Linked DNA regions of Ovis aries: region 1 is linked to region 2. A link is a contact called in public Hi-C data. All regions are on one chromosome and are shown on one strand. The core of a region is the stretch at or near the end of the contact, and the rest is flanking DNA. Distances in the headings are between cores, read along the strand shown. Region 1 holds the start of SFR1 (SWI5 dependent homologous recombination repair protein 1). Region 2 overlaps STN1 (STN1 subunit of CST complex).

Region 1 (2,700 bases), core at 187-2,686, 230 kb after region 2:
ATCTAAGGCCTTTTGAGGGGAGATAAGGGATGGATGAAAGGATTATATGATGCATTCCTTTAGATCAATTAGAGTGATGACGATATTGTAGTTCCTTATATAACAACTTTTGAGTGCTTCCTAGATACCTATTGCCGCTTTTCACTGCCTGTCCTGAATTCTCATTTAATTCTTCAAATCCTAGGAGGACTGATATTATATCCCCTCTTTATGGATGAGGAAGCTGAGACACAGACACATTCCATTATAAACAACACAAAGGCGCTGGGATCTGAACCTAAGCAATTGGACTCCAACATTTATGTTCTTAATCACTGCATTAGGTGGTCTTCAAGTTCTGTAGATACATTCCACTGTTTAGCACTCAGTTATTCCGTCTGGGTCCTTGCTACTTGTAAGCCATTTATATCAGATATTAGTAAAAAGACAGTGTCAACGTTTAAAATGGCTATTCCTTAGAATTCAAAACACTGCCCCGCTAAAATTCCCAACTTCCACGTGACTCAGAAATTACTCAACTGTCTTTTCCCAAACTCAGTGCTCCACCCAATTAGTTCACTTTGTTGTTGCACAGCAACGGAACCTCGCTACACAGGAAACGAGGAGGGTTATTTTAGACCGAGGATGCCACTGCCCAGTATTCAGCCAGGGTTTGGACCAACCTAATCTTAGTCATTGTTCTGCTTCCTGTATTGCACCCCAACGACTTTCCTTGGGCTACATTTTCTTTCAGGTTTGACGAAAAGATTCGGAGCCAAGCTAAGAAACCTAAATTTTCAGACAGATTCGCCAAAAGAAGGAAGAGAAAAAAACAAAAACAAAAAACCACCCGTGGCGGGACCGCAGACTTTGAGGCAGCAGTCTAAAAGAAGCTCTACTGGTTCCGCTGGGGTTCTTAGATTTCTAATGTGTCTGACTGTCAACGGGCCATTGACCCATCTTTTTGTAGTCTTTGCCTTTGGAGTTTACAAGCTGTAAATATAACACACAGCAGGCCCGGAGTCTCTGGGTCCCGTGGAATCTGAGAAAAGGCCTTTGCTGTGGGGAGCGCGAAGAGACTGATGGGAGCTAGGAGAACAGGAGGGGCATTCTCAGGCGTCCTTTAGAAACACAAAACCCAGGAAGCTGCAAAGGAAGGCGGTATGAAAAAAGAGCGAGAAGAAGCCGCGAAGAAAAGCGCGCACCTCATGGGAACCGTTAGTTGCTTTAAAGCTCTTCCCAGCAAACGGCCGCGCGCGCAGTGCCGCGACTCTCGGGCGCTGGGCGGAGCAGAGCCGCGCGTATCGGTCAACTCGGCCAATCACGCGTCACGGCCCCTCCGTTTCGTCCTGCCCCCTTGCGGAATCTCGAGGCCGCGCGCGCGCAGTCCCGCCTCTCCGGGCGCTGGGCGGAGAGGACCTGTGTGTCAATCAATCTGGCCAATCGCGCGTCTCTTCCTCCTCCCGCGCGGCCCGGCCTCTGAAACGGCGCCGCGGCTAGCGCGCTCTTTGTGCTGTCTGGGGATGGCTGAGGGAGGTACCGTGCGGGGTGTGGGGTGGGTGTCTGACAGCTGAACTTCTTCGGGGTTCGGATGGGGAATTGAATAATGCTCCCTTTCCGCGGTCAAGGCACCTCTCAGCTCCACCTCAGGTTTTGGGTGTCTCGAGGGCTCGTGTGGGCCTTCTGTAGTGGCTGGAGGGGAGGGAGGGCTCCTCTGGTATTTTACCCTGTAAAGTTGATGGCCTTTGAGAAACTTAAGTCTCTCCTTTTCACGGTCTCTTCGCTATTTAATTGAAAACGATGCAGACAGGAGTAAACTTACCTGTGCTTGTGCTCCTTATTCCTCACCCCCGGGGGGCGTTAGTTTTAGGCACACAGCTTCTAGGATTTAGGGTAGTGTGACAGGTCTGATTATGTTTATTTAAGTGGGATAGTAGTGGGAAGTAGGAGAATGTGATCCATAATCAAGAGGAAGAGTAATCAATAGATAAAGGCATAAGATGAACTCAATTTAAACACCGAAAAGCACTTTAAAGAAGTTATAAATATATTTTTTTAATTTTAAAATATTGTCTTCTGTTGTGGCTCAGCTGGTAAAGAATCCGCCTGCAATACGGCAGACCTGGGTTCGATCCCTGGGTTGGGAAGATGCCCTGGAGAAGGGACCGGCTACCCACTCCAGTATTCTGGCCTGGAGAACGCCATGGACTGTATAGACCATGGGGTCGCAAAGAGTCGGACACGACTGAGCGATTTGCACTTAAAGCACTAAAGGATTTCAATTACATTTTCCTTCATTGTGAAACTGGCTTAATGAGATTAAAGAATTCCTGAATGTTATTCTCCTCCCCGCCTACCCCGCCCCACCACCATATGGCAGGTTTTGAGACTTTTATCAGTCAGTAAAAACAAATGGAGAGTTGTTTATATGAGATGCTAGCTGGGTAACTTGTCATGAAAAAACTAGTAGTCACCATAATGACCAACAATCTAATTTAGGGAAGTAAACAGAAAATTGCACGCAAAAAAGCAAGAATGAATCACAGCTAAGTGAAAGGAAGTTGTTTAAAATTGAATATATAGAGGTGTGGGCAAAGTTGATTTCTGTTTTGTCATTATTTTCTGTTTTTTAGAAGTAAAGCAAGATTTCAAGATGGAAAGTCCATCAAACTCGGCTTTGATGTTACCTAGCACTCCACAAGCTGGTGCCAATCCACCATC
Region 2 (2,700 bases), core at 38-2,537:
TACAACTACTTTATCTTCATAATTCTAAGGTGATTCATCTTTAATAGAAAGATCCTAAGGGTTGAGTTTATTCTACCTCTTACCAATATAGGAGTAAATTGGAAACTGACTAGAAATGCTTTTACGTGGTTATTCCTGTCATTGAAAATGACTGTTGATTATCCCCAGACCATACAGGAAGCCCGGTTCCTCCTCCCCGAGTTCAGTGAGACGGAGCAGCAGGAAGGGAGGGTGTGAGGCATGGGAGAGTAACAGCAGTTTCAGCTGTGAACCAGAGGGGCCCAGCAGAAAAGGCTCTCTGTAAATATCAACAATGCGTGAAGCTTCCTTTCCAAAAACATTTGCCTCAGCTGACCTTGGGATGTAATTCCCTGCTGGTTGTAAAGACATGGTCCTGAGGATAAAACCCCAGTGGCCCTTGTAGCTAGGAGGTTTCCCTGGCCTGAGAGGTGTATCTGTCTTGTCTTTTCTAAAGAGCAGTGACAGACTCATCCCATTCAGGAAATCGAAACTGCTCAGAAACAAAACCAGTGACTGGCTGAACGGGCTAAGCCTCCGCAGGCCTCTCCTTGTGGCGGGTCAGGAACTGGGTGGATCTCTGAAGTATATATATAGTCTTCATTCCCAAACAAACTCAACATTTATCCAGCTGTCAAAGAAACAATGGTTTTGCAAGTTTGCTTATCATGTTTCTGGATGTGCTAAGATGGGCCACCATGGACAAAAAAAGAAAGGAGGAAAACATTCAAACCCACTCTTCCCACCTTCTCACGTATAACACGATCACAACGATTTTCTGTTGTTGTTAAGCTTTCATCTGTATGACTACAGAAAGTGCCAAAGGATCTAGGGTTTCACCATCATTGTGAAGCGTCTTAGGTCTCCCAGGCTCTAGTGAACAGAATTCAGTGTCACAACACTGACCTCCCCAACCAGAGCCATGTAAGAGAATAATTCATAATTGATGGAAAAAGAGCTTCCAGAGACAAAACAGATATAGCGCCATATTCATTGCTTTTTAAACATACAGCACCGGGCAGGCACGGATTTCTGCTCTGAACATTTACAAAAAGATAATCATGCCAAAAGTCCCCTTTGGAATGTTCTGAATGGAGGGGCTTTCTAGTCCTCAGTTCTCCCTACTGAATTCTCGCAGAAGAGCTGGCTCACAGGAAGAATGTGGTCTTTGCTAAGCTTCAAAGTTTCCTTCTAAACATGCCAAGAGAGTGCTCAGAAGTCCTCGGAGGCCAAGCTGGCACTGAGCCTCTTCTAAATGATTAAGTGGGAGGAAGGTCACTTGTGCTGTCAGTGGACAGCTGGGGAGCTAGCCCTGTGCAGAAGCCACAGCGGTGCAGAACAAAGCGGCCAGCCCTGACCCACCCCACCTCGGTGTTTCCTGAAACGGTATCCCTCACCTCCGTGTATGAAACTGCGGGTCACTGGGCATGCGGCCTGGTGCCAGGAAGAGATAATTAGGTTCACGAACGAAACTGAGAAGCAGTGGTCGCACTCAAGGTGGGGATGGGGACCTGGTATCTGTTCCACCAGAATGCTGTTGTTGTTTAGTCGCTTAGCTGTGTCTGACTCTTTGCGACCCCGTGGACTGCAGCCTGCCAGGCTTCTCTGTCCATGGGATTTCCCAGGCAAGAAGACTGGAGTGGGTTGCCATCTCCTCCTCCAGGAGATCCTCTGGACCCAGGGACTGAACCCACGTCTCCTGCATTGGCAGGCGGATTCTTTACCACTGAGCCACTAGGGAAGCCCTCCGTCGGAATGGTGAAGAATAATCATATTGCCTCGCAAGGGTTACCACGCCAGCCCTGCTGCCAACGACAAAAGACTAGAAAACTCTGAACAGTCCAGGAACGACCAGACCCCTTAAGAAACTACGGTACACATAGTAAAAGATCATTATGGACTGGCAAATATGTTCACATGGTTGGGGAAAGGACCTACAGGACACACACACAATGAAAAGCTACGTAGGTACAGTGTTAAGTAGGATACCATTTGTGTAAAAGAAAGGATACAACTACCTCTAGTTTATGTGTGCAGATTATCGCAGAAGGATATTCATGAGCCTAGCAATGGCACTTGTCTCTAGTGAAAGGGGAGGAGGAGGGAGGATGGGAAAACTAGATACTTTCAGGGACTATTTGAATTTTTATTTTCTATTTTATTTAATTTTTGTTGCTTGTTTCCTTTTATTTTTTGGCTATGCAGCAACGCTTGTGGGATCTTGGCTTCCCAACTAGGGATTGAACCCGGGCACTTGGCAGAAAAAGCTCCGAGTTCTAACCACTGGACTGCCAGGGGATTAACTTCTGAGCTACCTGAATTTTTAAAACCATTCATTCTTTCTATCAACAAATAACTGTGGAGAACATACTTTACACCAGCTCTGTTCCAGGCCCTTTCTAGACAGCAAAGAAAGAGACAAGACAAAGCCTCTGCTCTTAGAGAACTTAAATTCTGGTGGAGGAATAGACAGCCAAACAAATAAATACCAGTGTTATCACGAGATGTGGTAACAGGGTCATAACACGGTGAGGAAGCTGATGACTATTAGAGGAGAAGGTCAGGGAGGGCAAGAAGGTGACATTCAAGCAGAGATCATTCCCGGTGGAACAAACAAATACAAGTCGTGTTACAACAACGAAAAAACTGAGGAACTGTGCTGAAAGGGAAAGCCTAAAAGCA

The links. Hi-C and Micro-C count contacts between places; a contact is called where the count stands out from the background.
Region 1: a Hi-C map of tail adipose tissue shows a contact between it and region 2, with 2.7 times the contacts expected there. The contact joins the promoter of SFR1 here to the enhancer-like site in region 2. A contact is called at or near these places in 4 of 16 Hi-C or Micro-C datasets (blood, muscle, skin fibroblasts and 1 more).

Annotation. Positions count from the first base shown.
Region 1 is chr22:24,378,652-24,381,351 of ARS-UI_Ramb_v3.0, forward strand. SFR1 (SWI5 dependent homologous recombination repair protein 1) reads left to right here and starts at 1,437. Exons shown (of 4, transcript XM_027960302.2): 1 at 1,437-1,534; 2 at 2,613-2,700. The coding sequence starts at 2,633. CFAP43 (cilia and flagella associated protein 43) reads right to left here. Exons shown (of 44, transcript XM_060405176.1): 38 at 1,185-2,700.
Region 2 is chr22:24,149,099-24,151,798 of ARS-UI_Ramb_v3.0, forward strand. All of the region lies in intron 6 of STN1 (STN1 subunit of CST complex), which reads right to left. Among named protein-coding and RNA genes, the nearest start is that of STN1, 22 kb to the right of the region's middle. Within about 2 kb of position 1,288, at least 23 of the 54 cell types and tissues checked have an H3K27ac peak or open chromatin away from gene starts, as enhancers often do. A contact at or near this core is called in tail adipose tissue, where this site is marked.